2 separate regions of the Mus musculus genome follow, and region 1 is linked to region 2. A link is a contact called in public Hi-C data. All regions are on one chromosome and are shown on one strand. The core of a region is the stretch at or near the end of the contact, and the rest is flanking DNA. Distances in the headings are between cores, read along the strand shown.

The links. A called contact is a pair of places that touch in the nucleus more often than the background predicts.
Region 1: a contact with region 2 is called in a Hi-C map of Th1 cells, with 2.5 times the contacts expected there. The contact joins two enhancer-like sites. A contact is called at or near these places in 9 of 39 promoter capture datasets (the 3T3-L1 cell line, cranial neural crest, embryonic stem cells and 6 more), 19 of 484 Hi-C or Micro-C datasets (the C2C12 cell line, the G1E-ER4 cell line, Th1 cells and 11 more), 2 of 115 datasets of contacts at active chromatin or transcription factors (both in embryonic stem cells) and 3 of 9 other capture datasets (embryonic stem cells, embryonic tail and embryonic trunk).

The regions. Positions count from the first base shown.
Region 1 is chr4:149,061,767-149,064,924 of GRCm38.p6, forward strand. The region is part of intron 2 of Pex14 (peroxisomal biogenesis factor 14); the gene reads right to left. Among named protein-coding and RNA genes, the nearest start is that of Gm46722, 35 kb to the right of the region's middle. Within about 2 kb of position 1,370, at least 40 of the 459 cell types and tissues checked have an H3K27ac peak or open chromatin away from gene starts, as enhancers often do. A contact at or near this core is called in Th1 cells, where this site is marked.
Region 2 is chr4:148,968,069-148,971,530 of GRCm38.p6, forward strand. It overlaps Pex14 (peroxisomal biogenesis factor 14), which reads right to left. Exons shown (of 9, transcript NM_019781.3): 5 at 2,482-2,567. It overlaps Gm17029 (a long non-coding RNA gene), which reads left to right. Exons shown (of 3, transcript XR_003955167.1): 2 at 1-3,462. Among named protein-coding and RNA genes, the nearest start is that of Gm17029, 9.6 kb to the left of the region's middle. Within about 2 kb of position 1,698, at least 30 of the 459 cell types and tissues checked have an H3K27ac peak or open chromatin away from gene starts, as enhancers often do. A contact at or near this core is called in Th1 cells, where this site is marked.

The sequences.
Region 1 (3,158 bases), core at 120-2,619, 93 kb after region 2:
TTTTTCTTTTCTTTCCTTTTCTTTTTTGGCTACTCATTACCATTCTTTAACTGTTACAATTTATATCAGCATATAATGTTAAATAATTACAGGGAACGGAGCTCACTCTAGTGAGGATATAAACGCGCTGTGGGAATCTACAGATTTAAACAAATAACACTCACGGCAGGGGGTGAGCGGATGAATTAGCATTAATATCCTGCCTGGGATCCCAGTGCACTGGTACTGCTTAAATACAGATCTTTTCTGTAACAGTCAATATGACAGCTCCCGGCAATACGGCCCCTTTCCCTTTCCCAGTCAATATAGCAGCCAGTGAAAATAGAAACGTCCCTATAGCAATCAATATAGCAGCCAGCTAAAATAAACCCTTCCCTTTTAAGGGCTATATAATAGTCAGCTAAATGGAAGAATTGGCACCCCTGCTGGATGGCTCAGCAGCAACGCCAAGGAACCAACAAGCCACGAACACTAACTGATCCTTAGGCTGCTTAGACCCTGACTAGGAAGGGAGACGATAGGCCCTGGCAGGAAATGAAGTGGGAGCTCCTGAGGGGACTGGACAGACCGCCTCCAGGACAGACAAGTAACCACTCAGGTCGTGAGCAGCTACAGGTCCACCCACACCAATGGAAATGGCCACAAGTTTTAGGATAGTTTAGATTAATTTCTGTCCAAACTGTCATCCTCAAGTGTGTGTGCATTTGACGGTAGTGCCTGCTCCCACCTTCTCCTGCCTGAGAGGTTAAAGTACTGGATCAGCAGATTTATGACTTTCTGATCGCCAGCGCCACATCCAGCCAGGAGGATGAAAGTCCAGGCCGACGTGTGACTGGCATCCAGTGTACAGTGTAAGAGCACTTAGCCGTTGGCTTATTAAAGACTGTGATGAAACCATACATTTCCGGCACCCCACACGCGTCATGGAAAAGCAGTCTCCTTCCTTCCAGGGAGAAAGCTTGATTACAACCGAACTTAGGAGATGACGCCTCTAAAGGCTAACACCAGATCAGATCTTCTAAAAAGAAGAAGATGGGAGGCGTCTGAATGAGAGGCTCCTCCTATCCTTCTCAAGTTACTGCTAGGATTTGTCCTGACGGACTCAAAGGTTTGACAAATGAGAGTGTAACCACTGACACCAGAGCGGGTTTCCAAACAACACGCCCTGAACTGAACACTGGGACTGTTGTGCTCCAAAGCAGCTGAGCAGCAGGGACCCACCCCATCTTCATTAAAATCCGACAATCTGTCTGCCATTCTTTGAGTAAGTCCGAAGAGAGTCTCTGTTTCCCTGGCCAGGTGTTTAACACCCAGGGATGCTCATGTCATCAATCAGGTGACTCAGTCAAGTGCCACAGTGTCAGATATCAGGAAGAGATTCTCCAAGCCCTGACTGAAATCCCTAGTAAGTACAGTCAGAGATTCCGCCACCCCGCCCACAGATACCTGCTCTTCACATCACAGTTCCAGTTACAGAGCACCTTCAGGATTGGAGGTTAATGATCCAGGGCCTCGAAGAACAATATACACTTTGCTACGGTCTTACAGGTAAGACAAAGTGTGCCTTAGAGGTCACAGGCCTCACTCAGTCCCTACAGGTCATAGGTCCTATGGCCCCTAAAAGTCATAGTCCTACTTAGAAGCCACTTGAGTAAGTTTCCGTGCAACTGGTCCTTCTGTGATTGTGGCAGCCTTTTGGTGGGGGAAACAGACTTAAAGACTAGGCACAGAATGCCTCTTGTCTTACGAATTATGAAGTCATGCCACTGAGTTACTGCTATGACTTGGCACAGCACCTGGCTTCCAGCACTAAACCCAATGAGTACTCTATAAACCCTGACATGCAACGACACCTCCATTTCTACAACAGACAACAAAAAGGTGACAACTGGAGCTAGAGAGATGGCTCAGTGGTTAACAAGCAGCATTTGATCCTCTCTCAGAGGACCCAGGTTTGGTTCCCAGCACGTACATGGAAGCTCACAGCCATCCCTAACTCCTGCTCCAGGGGGTCTGACCTCCAAGTATCTCGGGCACACACACCTGTGGTGTACATACACACATGAAACAAATCTAAACAAATGTTTTAGCTGGGAAGTACACACTTTCAATCAAATAGCACTAAAGCTTGAAAGAGTACACCATGACGTCAGCCAAAACCCCATCACCTACACATGCCACCACGGTCACCTACACATGCCACCACGGTCACCTACACATGCCACCACAGTCACCTACACATGCCACCACAGTCATCAAAGGTGAGCAGGAGGCAGGGAGGGACAGACAGAGAGAGGGTAGTGAAAGAGAAAATAATTCCGAGAGGAAAGAGGGGTAAAGAAAGGGAAAGACAGACGAGAGGTGAGGGAGCTCGCGCAGAAAGACAGCCCTCTCGCTGGCATCCGCAGCTCGCAGCTTTCGGGGCGTTTGTGAAACAACAGTTGCAGTGAGACAAACAGACGGGGAGTCTTCTGGCTTCCAGCCTGAGTCAACGGGACTGTTTCTAGACAAACTGAAAGCAAGCTGCTCTGTCCGCACACTCGGTCGTGCAGGACAGCTTCAGGACAGGATGTGGGAAAGGAAGAGCGAGGAGGTGGGAGCGAGCGCTGGCTTTACTGGTCCCAGTGTCACTGCAAATAAATACTGTCAAGATTTAAACCATAATAATGGAAAGGCTATAAAGGTCTCGGTTATAATGCTTCCTCTGATGCTCCTGTTCATAAATGCCCTCTTTATACTGCCCAAGTGGCAATGCTCCACTGAACATCAGTATATGGGCACCCCAGTGGGAACGCTGCACCCTAGGTTCCCAGCAGGAAGCCAGGCAGCAACTGTGCAATGCATCTCCAGCCTGTGTAAGTGAGCACACACACTCACTTAGGTCCTAAAGTGTGGACTGAGTACCACTCAAGAGCTAAGAAACACAGTACACAGCCACCCCATAGCAGGGTTAGCAAGGTGTCTATACGCCAAATACCTGGGAAAAGCAGACGCAAATGTGTCCCATGTGGACACACATCCATGTAACATAGACTCCTTCACTACTCGAACAACTAAAATCCCCACCCTTGTGCCCGGTGGCCTAATGTAAAATGCAGTTTCCTCTGCTTTGTGCTTTGTGTAGACTGCAGATCAGCAGCAATTAAAAGGAAGCTAAC
Region 2 (3,462 bases), core at 448-2,947:
CCCTTTCTGAATCTTTCACACTTCAACTCTGCGAAGGAAACAAACCGCCTCAGCGATCCAGAAACAGTATTAGGTTTGAGTAAACACAGCATTACTGGAGAAACCAGAGGAAAATCAACAGACGCCCGGGATCGTTCATCTTCCATGGTAGGGTAAGGCATGCACAGGGAAAGCACCCTACAGCAGGAGGTGCGCACTTCACAAAGAGAGCCAGGACAGCCTATATCCTCCCAGAACCCAAAGGTGGGGCCGAGGGAAAGGGACACAGAAAGCCAAAGCTGGTGACTGCAAAGCCACCAAACAAGGGTCCTGGAACCAGCCTCTCCATCATTAGGAAGGCGAGGGCACACCTGTAGGGCTTGGGACGCTGATGTACAACAAGGGCTGAGGTAGAGTTGTTAGGTCCCCAGTCGAGGGGGCACAGTCCACTCCAACCCTAGAGCACACTACTCAGCTAACCACAGGAGCCTGGCAGGTGCTGCCCAGAGGGAACGTAGGGTCCCAGACAGGTCAAAGAGGGACTGTTCTCCACTGCCGGTTGGCTCTGTGCTAGGGAAGAGAAGCAGGTCTCTCAGGGGTTTGTGGGAGAACTCATTTCAGGAGAGACTCAGAGTGAGCTTGTCATTTAGCACATGCACAGAAGCAGTTTCTATTTCGCAAAGTGCTTTGCAGCCACAATGTGAGTTATTACCCACAACTGAGCGAAACTCATCAACTGCAGCCTGACGCTTCCAAAGTATAAAAGTCAAGAAATTCTCAGCTGTATAACCAGCGACCCCCATCCCTGAGGCCAGAGCCCGTGAGCGGGAAGTGTTGCCGCTGATCTGGCTAAGTCTGTGTTTGTGCAAAGCAAGACAGCTCCACTTTTCTATACTTAAAGAATACTACTAACATGCTGAAGACACGACACCATTGTGACCAACATTTCAATGTTTCCTTTCTTTGTAAAACACAGGCTGGTGGCCAGAGCTCCATGGAAACAGATGACAATCTCTGTCATATCTGAACCAAGGTGCCACACCTCCTGTTCTGTGGGGTTGCCACTGTGATGAGACACTTGTGAGCTGCTCACAGGACCCTGGTACTTGTGAACTCTGCTGGTACCTGTCTGCAGCTAGTGGGCTAAGAAAGGCTGCCCCACACAGGCTCCACAGACGCTCAGGGGGGAGTTCCAGGCCTGACAACAATTTGCTTCTGAATTCCTGCACAGGCATTTCTTATTTTGGCATCAGGCACTATCCTGAAGAGTTACATTCTGCCACAACTCTGTCATTAGCTATTGTAGGAAGTAAAAAACTAAGAATCTAAGGTTTAAACAAGGTTTAAATACATTTCATGTGCTCAAAGATACACTGCAAGCCTGGGAATTCAGTAGAGTCCTTTAAAGAAGAAAAAAGAGAAAAAGAAAAGAAAAGAAAAACAGTCACTAAATGCAGGCTGGATTAGTGGGAGGCGTCAGTGGAGAACATGACTTCTCTCCAGGGTAAGCAGGCCTAAATGTGGGGCCATCCAGGCTGTGCATCTTGTAGATTAGTTTCTCCAAAGCAAGGACAGGCCTTTCCACTGGTATTGGGAGGAAATGTTGGTTCAGTGCCTTTAGTTCTGCTGTGAGCATCGTGAGCTACGAGCTCTTGAGGGCTCGCTGACTCAAAAGGCCCAGGGAAACTCCCACATTTATACAGATGCTACCACAGTCCACAGAAAACAAGAAGTGTGCTTCCTGAGCCAGTTGTAAATACCAGGGTGGAACAAGGGCATCTATGGGGCTTCCCACGTGCCAGCAGGCAGGGAGCCAACACTGCTCCAGCACTATTCCAGGACTGACTCCTGGCCTTCCCTGAAACCCTGAGGCCAGTTCTGCAGATGCTGGAAGCCATCACATGGAGAAGATGCACTCATACTCCTGACCTGTGCTCCCGCTCTGCCTTCAGTGTGCTCAGACTATTGCTGGAGCAGCTGGGCAAACCCATTAAAATCAAAGCCTCTGTTGGTGCTCACTGCCTCTGTTCCTTTTCTGAGTATCGTACTCACAGTACCGACTGATATGGGCAGGCACACTTTCACAACACTGCAAAGTCGGACTATCTGTCTCAGGAACATCTTATGGATGGAGCTGTACTCTGGGACAGAGTCAGGTTCAACACATATAGCTAGGCTCTGATGTGCAAGCCCGTAACGACTAAATCGCTCTGCTTCTGCAATCTGCATGTTTCTCAGTGGTGCCAGGCACTGCTCTAAATACTTGAGCCAGCCGGCCATCAGGTCATACTGCGGGTGGGAGTCAGGGTGGCGAGGTGAAGCAGCAGTGCTGTGTGCATTCATGTCTCTCCTGCTGTGCTCCCTGCTTCCACCACAGCCGCTGTGCTCTGAATGCCTGTGTACATAATAAGCCAGGGGCCAGGAGGGAGGACAGAGGAGGGAGGAGGGAGGAATACCAAAGGGTGGCAGGGCATAACATGGTGGCCCTGAGAGGCCACTTACCTTGTAGAGTTGGTGAAAGCCAAATGCAATTCCTGCCATGATGATAGCCAAGGCACCATAATCTCGCCATCGGGAGCCTCTGGGGCCTGGGGTAGAAAGGAAGGAAGAAGAAACTAGAACAGGTCTCTGCCCAGGAGTGTCGCAGCGGACAGGCCAGTGAGACACACAGCTGCAGAAAGCACGTGACCATCAGAACATCAGGGCTCGGCTCTGCCCTCTCTTCTTTCCAAGGTCCCAGAACTGTCTGCCTCACTTGAGATGGAAGTGATCTGACCGTGAGATGCTGGGAAGAGGTATCCAGCTGTGAGCCTAGTGCCCAGCCATGGAGGTCAGAAGGCAGAGGGGACAGAAGGACCTTTGGCCTGGCCTCATGAGATCAAGGAACAGGATCATTCTAGAGGCCGGTTAGTGTGCGCACACCACATGGAGGACAAACCAGGGGTCAATGATAAACCTGGGCCTCTCTGCTCTGCTCATTCCTTAGGCTATGAAGACACAAGTCTGCCAAGGACCAAGGCTTGTCTCCTGGAGGCAGAGTGAGTGGGGTGGAGAAGACAGGCCAGGGGCCTGGAGCCCTTGCCCTCCACAGTGGGAAGTAACACGGTTGCAACTCTATTCTAGGAGAGCACTGGCAAGCCCTGGTGGGCACACCCTTCCAAGGGCTGCAGAGGCCAAGGGAGCTTTAGAAGGAGAACTTCTAAATTTGCCATTTGGTTGAGGATCTGGAATGAGCATCTAATGCCCACCGCAGGGCAGGCTCCAGTTCACACCGACCAGCACATGTAGGCCCGTGCAACATTTATTGTGTTTCCTTTCTCCAACTGTGTTCTGAAAACTGTAAACAGAAAAATCCAGAAAAAAAACAGCCCAGAGGCCTTGGAGTGTACAGCACGCTAAGCAGCAGGATGGATGGAATCTCAGCCATGCGCTCTGACCCCCCCCACCCCACCCCCAGGACAGCGCATCCACGCCGACATGCTA